Regions from separate parts of the Zea mays genome. Here regions 1 and 2 are each linked to region 3. The links are chromatin contacts, called in public Hi-C maps. All regions are on one chromosome and are shown on one strand. Each heading gives the region's core, a stretch centred on a gene start, on an enhancer-like site or on the middle of the called end of the contact. The rest is flanking DNA. Distances are from core to core; before and after follow the strand shown. Region 1 holds the start of LOC103650450 (wall-associated receptor kinase 2). Region 2 holds the start of LOC100280101. Region 3 holds the start of LOC100279846 (UDP-glycosyltransferase 88A1).

Evidence for each region. A called contact is a pair of places that touch in the nucleus more often than the background predicts.
Region 1: a contact with region 3 is called in a Hi-C map of tassel, with 3 times the contacts expected there. The contact joins the promoter of LOC103650450 here to the promoter of LOC100279846 in region 3. A contact is called at or near these places in 3 of 25 Hi-C or Micro-C datasets (ear, leaf and tassel).
Region 2: a contact with region 3 is called in a Hi-C map of leaf, with 6 times the contacts expected there. The contact joins the promoter of LOC100280101 here to the promoter of LOC100279846 in region 3. A contact is called at or near these places in 2 of 25 Hi-C or Micro-C datasets (ear and leaf).

What each region holds. Positions count from the first base shown.
Region 1 is chr3:115,465,842-115,468,876 of Zm-B73-REFERENCE-NAM-5.0, reverse strand. It overlaps LOC103650450 (wall-associated receptor kinase 2), which reads left to right and starts at 1,411. Exons shown (of 5, transcript XM_020550278.3): 1 at 1,411-1,760; 2 at 2,608-2,674; 3 at 2,771-2,951.
Region 2 is chr3:115,532,385-115,535,374 of Zm-B73-REFERENCE-NAM-5.0, reverse strand. It overlaps LOC100280101, which reads left to right and starts at 1,385. Exons shown (of 9, transcript NM_001366118.1): 1 at 1,385-1,925; 2 at 2,017-2,190; 3 at 2,331-2,380; 4 at 2,451-2,507; 5 at 2,761-2,826; 6 at 2,918-2,990. The coding sequence starts at 1,562.
Region 3 is chr3:115,808,241-115,811,363 of Zm-B73-REFERENCE-NAM-5.0, reverse strand. It overlaps LOC100279846 (UDP-glycosyltransferase 88A1), which reads left to right and starts at 1,612. Exons shown (of 1, transcript NM_001152799.2): 1 at 1,612-3,123. The coding sequence starts at 1,856.

The DNA.
Region 1 (3,035 bases), core at 162-2,661, 340 kb after region 3:
TTTGTCTCTATGAATTGCAGCTGCAGTAGTCTAAACAATTGTCTTTAACCCGAAGCGAACAACCAATGTTCTTGAACATAATATTTTTTATTCGATACAAGAATCAAATGAGATGAAGACTAACAAGAAAAGCTTAGAACTTCTCAAGGAGAGGGAAATTGAAATCCTGAGGCTAATAGTGAGCTTAAGGAAGCAAATGCCATTAACAGAAATACCAATAAGATCATGTATACCTGCAGTTTTGTCGAGCAAGAAAAGGATAGTGTCTCTAGGCAAGTTGATTAGTACATACTTAGCAATGGAGCAATCATCTGTCTAGCTGTAGCTAGCTGCCGGTAAGAAAGATGAGTTGCTGGCCAAACAAAACCTTCGTGAAATTGAGCTTTTGTTGGATGAATCCATTGAAACAATTGTGCAGAACGAGAGGTTCTCTCTGAGTGTTTACGGGGAGAAGTCTATCAACGAACGTTGGTTCGTATAACGACTATCCCCATCATTTACGTACACGGTGTAAAAGAAGGCCACAACCAATCAAGCATAAAGTCGTCGCACCCCTACGAGAACGCGAGGAAAAGGTTCAGTCGGGTCCCTTGATCGAGTAGGACGAGATCAACCCTTATAAATATTCTACTATGTGCATATTATACGTTTTATTTCATGTAGACGGCTAAGCTACATTTATCACACGAGTATCAAAGGTTGAGCACCCTTACCCAAGTAAGAAGCCTAAGGTATACTATAATGGCGTCGACAGTGATAAGACACCCTTAGACTCACATGTTCAAGAGAGCAAGTGCTACCTCAAGCCCTAAGGCTATAGACAACAAATTGTGCATATAATCGAATAAAACACAATTTTATATTATAAACTATACTTTTTATAAAGTAAAGTTTAAAATAAAAGACATGATGAGTAAAGGGCGTTTGAATGCTGCTAGTCTAGTTAATAGTTCAACTATTAGCCACTTTTAGCAAATTAGCTAATAGTTTGGTAACTATTTGTTAGCTAGCTAATTTTACTAGCAATTAATTAGCCAACTATCTATTAGCTCTAATACATTAAACACCCTATAAAGCTGTTCGAGATAGCCTTTATAGTCAACAAGGGTCCATTTGAATATAGATATTGGAGATGTTGGAATTGAATTAGATCCACTACCAAATCTGTCTAGTATTGGAAATGAGTTTCAATACAAATCTGTTGTTTGGATATATTTGGAATTGCAATTCCATCCAATACCTAGAGTATTGGCTCTGAATTGTGAGAAACATTTTTTAGTTAAAATCCAATTCTAAAAAATTGAGCTTTAATTCTAGCTCTAAATTCTTTAAGCAGAATTCAGAATTTCTGATTTCAATTTCCAATTCCAGTTTATAAAAGAGGTCGTGGACGAGGAGTTGCGTTCGGTTGCTCCAATACATGGTTTCAGTATGGCAGTCACGGTTCCATGTATTTTGTCTGCTTCATCAAGCATTCAGATGGCCTGGGCCGTTTTGTCTTCTTTTATGGTCTGCGCCAACTCGATCACCGTTCTTGAGTAGGCCGACGGACTGAGACGGCACCACCTGCTCGTCGCACAGAACCTCCTCGTCGTCAGACGTTAGATTCCACATCAGAAAGGCCGAATCCCGCCGGCCGCCGCTGCCTCGCCGACCGTTCTGGCTCCAGTTGCTCTACCTCTTCGCCAGGGATGGTGGACAGCGACAGTCCCTGGCCCGGCACGCGTTGCATCAAGGCCGACTGCACCTGTCAAGCAAAGGTGAGTGCTTTCTGTTTAATTTCTTGTATGGTGCCTGGTGCGTGCGTGCTCGAGACGGTCTCGGTTACTGCCGGAGCTGTGTGTGCGAGTGTGGTGCCATGGCATGTAACGAACGCGGTCGTGCCCACAGCCTGTTCGTGGAAACGTCCTCAAGCAGAAGCAGTCCTAGGGATGGACGGTTAACGTGTTCGACGTTGACATGCACGTACGTATTGCTGGATGCTCTGTGGCGCTATTGCTGGAGAGGCAGGAGGAGAGCGGCGCCTGTATTTTCAGCTCTCGTCACCCCACTCTGGAAACAAACAAGAATTTGCACCAACCGAGCACATACGCTGGTTGTGGTTGAATTCTTCAATTTGTTATTTGTCTTAAATTAACACGGTGTCGTTTCACCCAATTCATTATTGAGACTGGGACATCTCACCTTCTTCTTTTGTCTTTTTAGTTGACCTGACTCTTCTAACTCATCGCCCATCCCTTTCTGGCTTTTTCGAATTCTTGTCGCTAAGGATAATATATGTCGGTTTTAGTGAGGACGTACAGAAAAATGTCAACGCCGCGTTAGAACCAAAATCAAAGAAGGTCACTGCAGACCTGAAGCCTAGCAACTAAGTTGTGCCTAAAAGGTCTCTTCAGCCAAAACCCCGCAAGCTCAGTTTTCCATTGAGAAGATGCCTGGAGATTGCAGGGTGGACAGCTGTTGATGAGGTTCCGAGGTATCTGCTGCTTTTTAGACAAGATTACCCTCTTCCTTTATGTGGTTTTTGCTCAGGTCATGCTCGTCTGTTCTTTCTCTGGCATCAACCATTTCCTTCAACAAGTAGATTTTACATTCGTTCTTCTCTAGGAGGACTATATGGCATACTGAAGATCCAATCAGTAAAGAAACATATATTTTTATCCTTCAGCCTTTGGTATGTTAGTTTCACCCTCTTTAAAAAGTTCATTTTCAAGTAATTGTCACAGATTTCCTTTCCTCTCACACTCATATTGCTTCCTCTTAACATTAGAAACAAGAACAGAGAGGTTTTCTCGCAAAGAAGCGCTTCAGGAGCCCAAAAGTCTGCACATCATATTTTTCTGCCTCTTCTAACTTCTAAGTGGGACTTCTGAAGGCTGGACCGCTGAACGCATGACCAGTACAAAACGGCATAGCTTCTTTTTCTTTATTCTTCTCTTTCAGAGGCTTTGGTATATTCCTAACCTTTAAACAGCTCATTTTCGTGTACATTTCATAGCATTTATTTCATCGATCTCATGCACATAGCACATTTC
Region 2 (2,990 bases), core at 136-2,635, 280 kb after region 3:
ACAATATCATCTTCCACAGTATTGCTGAAAACTGAGATGTGTTTGGTTCCATTAGAAAACCAAAGTATTCGTAGAGAGAACAAAGAAAACCGAGGTCCCGACTGAAGTTTCTAAAACTTAAAAAATACCACAGTTTTGGGTAAACCATAATATGTAAAATCGTGTTTTATTTGTACCAACCAAACACCTTTTAGCTTCCAATACTACGGTACCATCAAATACCATAGTATTATTTTAAAACTATAAAAATACTAAGCTTCTAAACATGACTTAAATCGGTTTTGAGGGAGAGAGTAAGACACTAGGGTGATAGTTGAGAGGGGAAAAATGAAAGTTCTTTTCTCCCCTTGAAACCTGATGAAGGCCTCAGGCCCAAGCCCAAGCCCAAGCCCAACAGGATTACTAGGCAAGAAGCCCAGAACGACGAGAGGGCCCGACCGTTCGCGTGAAGACATTGGCCCATATATTATCTCTGAGTGTCCAACAAGGAAAAAATTTTGCTGCAGCTCGGCTGCAAACCAGGATGTTTGCAGTCCCTTACAAAAAGTAGGATAGACCCCACATGCAGGTCCACCATGTAATGTTTTAGTTGTATCTGTTTGTAGCCGGGCTCGCTGCTCCGATCGGGCAGGCCGGAACCCGGACAGACTTGTTTCTCATGCTGGCGGCACGCTAGTAGCTGGACCTCCCCTCCCGGGACCCGGGCTCGGCATGTCCGGCGAGGGACCGTTCGAGGAGAGCTTTGGGCCAAGCTGGTTGGTGCGTTTTTCTTCTCTCGTGCGTGCGCAGCGCGCAGCAGGAACGGCGGAGCAATGCCTGCCTGCGGCTGCCGCGCTGGTGCCAGGGCGGCATACGGGCATGGAACGCGCGCGTGCCCACAACCTGTTTGTGACAATGTCTTGCAGAGGGCTGTATTGTACCAGCAAACGGACGGGTATCATACCAAGTTGGGCCGGAGTCGGCTCATCGCCGATGAAGGTGACAACTGACAAGAGGTATCTCCTCCTTTTCATTCGCTTCTGACTATCCAGTCATTCACCGATGAAGGTGACCTCATCTCCTCTCTCTATGGGTGTTGGGTGATGGCGTGATGCATGAGATATCTATTGCTTCACTTTTATTAGATAAAAATCACAGAAAGACTAAAATATCTCCGATCCATCCCCTTTTGTGCATGCCGTCCGTTGAATGAAAATATCTCCGGGGTTTTTGGATAAGTCTACTACTACATGTGAGGTTCTGAGCACAGCGTTGTAACCACTGGCTGACTGAACCAGGAAGAAGCCAACAAGCACTTGCTGCAGTCCAGCTCAGTACAGTCCAGTGCGCCTGCTACAAATCAAAGCTCCTGCACTGCAGCACCATGCTCTGATCCCCATTTAGAGCTGATCGTCGCGTCGAGGTACTCTACTCATGCACCCAGCCACTACGTACTATTTGCTCATCAAGCTACCAAGGATTTCTTGGTTACGCTAGCTCGCCGGTTTCTTGGTTGTTACTAGCACCCGGCGGCGTCTGTTCGTCCACAGCTAGCCAATCTCTCTCTCCGGGGGACGAGACGATGGACATCATCAACGGGGCCGTGCTCCCTCGCTGCCACGCCGCCCCCGTCACGGGCGCCGCGGCGGCCTCCGTCGCCGACGCGAGAGTGAGCGGACACCTCCAGCTTCTCCGGCGCGTGCGCTGCAGAGGAAGCGGAAGCGCCAGTGCCGGGCTGCTGCATGCGACGACGCCCCGAGCCGGCGTGGCAGCGCGCAGGTTCTTCTCCCCACCGCTGGGGAACGGGAACGGGAATGGGAGGACCATCGGCTGGCGGCCGGCTCGCTGCACCCACGGCGGCTCCTCCTCCGACGGCGACGGCGCCGCCGCCGCGGACTTCGACGCCCGTGAGGAGGAGTTCGTTGACTCCAGCGTCATGGAGGCCGGTCGGTGCCCATCTCTTCTGTTCCAGCATTAGGAGCACAGCACGTCTCCCGTTGCTCAAACCCCCGTGCTTGTTTGCTTGCTTGCTTGCAGTTGAGCTCAGGAGCGTGTCAGACGGCGGTTTCGTCATCAAGATGCGCGACGGCAGGAACCTGAGATGCGTCCAGAACAACCCCCGGGTGCTGAGGCTCCGGGACTCCGCGCCGCACCACGCGATCGTGCTCAAGATGGAAGACGGCAGCGACCTTCTGCTCCCCATCATCGTCAGTACGTACCAGTTCCCCGCCTGCTGCCTGGACGAATGCCTCATTGACGTCATTAATCGCTGCTGCAGATGCTTTTTTTTTCTTCTTCTTGTACTTAATCTTGTTGCTTGCTCATGCTACTTCAATCATATTCCTCCCCAGTGGAGACGCCAAGCATCATGCTTCTGGCTGCGCTTCGGAACATCCGAATTGTAAGACTTGGATTTAGCATACTGCACAAACAGGCCCAGAACTGCATTTGACATTGTTATGTCTTTCCAGCCAAGGCCAACCATCTACAATGTGGTGCTGGAGATGACTACAAGGATGGGATATGAGGTGATGCATGTTTTTAAGAAGAAAAAAAACAGTAGATATAATGTTTGGCTACTCATTTCCTTTAGGAATTTGGTACCTATAACAAAGAGGTGTCCAGTGAACTTTGATGCACATTAATGATTTTTGTATCTACTTGATTTTGAGTCACGCACCTGCACAAACGCATGCCAGTTCTGTCCAACACAGGCAGGATTTGGGCTGAACATATATGCTGAATCACCGATCGCTTTGGCTACGCACTCTGCGCTTTCAGGTGCGTTTGGTGCGGATCACAGAAATGGTCCATGACGCATACTATTCTCGACTATATCTCGCAAAGGTAACTGCACTCCCAAGTAAATTATGCCGCAAAAACAATCCTTTTAGCTTATATTGGTCTGAAAAAAGAAAGCATGGCAACATGACACCAGGTTGGGAATGACCAAGACACTATCAGTTTCGACCTCAAGCCATCGGATGCTATCAACATTGCTTTCCGCTGCA
Region 3 (3,123 bases), core at 363-2,862:
CGTATAACGATTCACATTTATCTATAATCAGTTGTTTAATGCTATATTCACTTTAACCAAGTTGGTTACAGTGTACAGCTGTTCAAATACCCTGCCTAGAGAAACATTTTTACACAATATTGAAACTTTAGTTGATTGTGGGTACGGTTGGGATTTGTTAGGAAACGGAAAGGATGGGTGATGCAAGAAAGGCCGTTGTAGAGCCTGCCAAAGAAGCTGGTTTGAAGCATGTACTCCTTTGGTAATAATGATTTTCCCCCCTCAATCCATCCTAAACCAAAATTCAGCGGAACTGGTCCTATTAGTATCTCTGTGAAACATTTGTCAGGTTTTACTTTAATGTCAGAAAATAACCCTGCAGTATCAACCGGACATAATAAACATGACCTATGTTTCTTATTCTTTGTTTGATATCTATTGCTTTTTTTGTCTGCAATCTTTTTCAGCTAGAGAATGGCACCACCGATCCAACTGTTTTCTATGACTGTCGCATAACACTTACTAACACATTTTCAGTTCTCTTAGTTTCTACTATTCATAGATTCGTTTTTCTAATTTCCTGTTTATTTGGAGTTAGTATCGATTTAGTCAGTGTGGTACCTTTTTTTTCCGTGGTTGTCCAAATGTGGTGCCAACAAGCATTTAATCTAATTTTCTTACCTTTGCTTTGGGCCCTGATGAATGAATGCTTCCTTTCTGCCCCTTGACGTTTCTTTAATTCCATATATTTCCGTCTTGAATATTCCATTTTTTTTCCAGATTTGTCTGATCTTTGTTCTTGATGTCTCATATTACAGTGAGCTTTAAATTTCCCAGGCCTTTGCTTACTACATGCTGCTGCTATTTTGCAGGTACTTGAAGCTGCTGTGTAGATCCCATCCTTTTCGAAAGGATAAAAGGTGTCTTTTTTTTTGGGGGGGGGGGGGGGGGGGGAAATGCTATTGTGGCACTTCTTCCACTGCAAAGTTGGAAGAATTTACCCACCCAGCGATAGCCAGTTCCCTCGTTAGGATGTTAGAATATACTGGAATAATTTTAATGTTATTCATGGCACGGTTTGAGCACATGGATTTACCTTCTCTTCCCCTTAGAGATTCATTGATGTCATGTTTCAGTTGGCATGAGTTAAATGATTGTGTTACCGTGCTTTGGGCGTTAGCATAGTTTTCATTGTCGTTTTTGAAATCATTGGCGACGACACAAATATCCCCTAAATGACAGGCCACGTACATCCATGTGGGCAATTTTCAGGCATGTAATAATAACAGTACTCAATCTCAAGGTCATTTATTTTTTTTTATAAAAAAACAGCAGAATTCTGTGTCCCTGCTTCGCCCCTTCCCTATCCTCACTCTCCCCTACACTCTCCACACAACATCATCCATGACATGTTTCTGGACAACGAACAATAGCAGGTAGCCAGGTAGCATGCTCGGGTTGGCTTGCGCATACTCTCGTGTCGTGTCCCAGAACCAGACGAGCTAACATCTTTCCGGAAAGAAACCGGTGGTGCTGGTGCGCAGCTAGCAGTAGCAGTTGAATCATCGCCCTCGTCGCCCGTTTTTGTGACTATGGTTGTACGTCTCCTAAATGCTAGGCTGTGAAATTAATAGCTTGTTTGGTTGCCCTCGTCGCCCGTTTTTGTGATTGTGACTATAGTAGAAGCCCTGCAGCGCAGTGAACAATCTGGTACGTGTCCCTGCTTCACCTCTTTCCTATCCTCAGTCTCTCACTCTTCCCTAGGTTCGCCACACCTGTGGCGCATACTCTCGTGTCCCAAAACCAAACACGGCGGTGCTGGTGCGCGCGCAGCTAGCAGTTGAGTGCTCGCCCTTGTCGTCAGTCGAGTCGAGCGATGGAGAAGACGACGGTCGTGCTGTACCCGGGCGCGGGCGTCGGCCATCTCGCGCCGATGCTCGAGCTAGCCAAGGCGTTGCTCCGCCACGCAGGTGACCAGGTGGACGTCGCCATCGTGGTCGTCGAGCCGCCCGTCTACGCGGACGGCTTCGCCGCCACGGTCGCGCGCGCCAAGGCCTCCAACGCCTCCGTCGCCTGCCACGTGCTACCCCCGCCGGCCTCCGACGGCGGCGCCGAGCCTGACGACCCCCTGACCCGACTGCTCCGCTTCCTCCGCGCCACGAACGCGCCGCTCCGGGACTTCCTCCGCGCGCTGTCGGCGTCGCGCCGCGTCCAGGCGATCGTCCTCGACATGTTCTGCGCCGGCGCGCTCGACGTCGCGGCGGACCTCGGCCTGCCCGCCTACTTCCACTTCGCCTCGGGCGCCGCCGGCCTCGCCTACTTCCTCGGCCTGCCCGCCATGCGGGCCAGCGTGGGCACGAGCTTCGCCGAGCTCGGCGGGTCGACCGTCCTGTCGTTCCCGGGCGTCCCTCCGCTCACGGTCGCGGACCTGCCACAGGGGGTGCTCAACGACAGCGAGGCGTGCCGGGTCATCATGGGCGCGGCTGCCCGGATGCCCGACGCCCGCGGGATCCTCATCAACTCGTTCGAGTCGCTGGAGCCGCGCGCGATGCGGGCGCTAAGGGATGGGCTGTGTGTGCCGGGCCGCGCCACGCCGCCGGTCTACTGCGTCGGGCCGATGGTCTCGCCCGGCGGCGACGGTGCCGGCCACGAGTGCCTCCGCTGGCTGGACGCGCAGCCGGACCGCAGCGTCGTGTTCCTCTGCTTCGGGAGTTTGGGCACGTTCCCCAAGAGGCAGCTGGAGGAGATCGCCGTGGGTCTGGAGAGGTCCGGGCAGAGGTTCCTCTGGGTGGTGCGGAGCCCTCCCGGCGGGCCACCAGCCGACGACGTGCGCGCGCTGCTCCCGGCAGGGTTCGCGGAGCGCACCGAGGGCAGGGGGCTCGTAGTCGCGTCGTGGGCGCCGCAGGTGGACGTGCTGCGTCACAGGGCGGCCGGCGCGTTCGTGACGCACTGCGGGTGGAACTCCACGCTAGAGGGCGTCGTGGCGGGACTGCCGCTGCTGTGCTGGCCGCTGTACGCGGAGCAGAGGATGAACAAGGTGCGGATCGTGGAGGAGATGAAGCTCGGGGTGGAGGTGAGGAGGGACGGCGAGGGCCTGGTGACGGCTCAAGAGGTCGAGGCGAAGGTGAGGTGGGTGATGCAGGA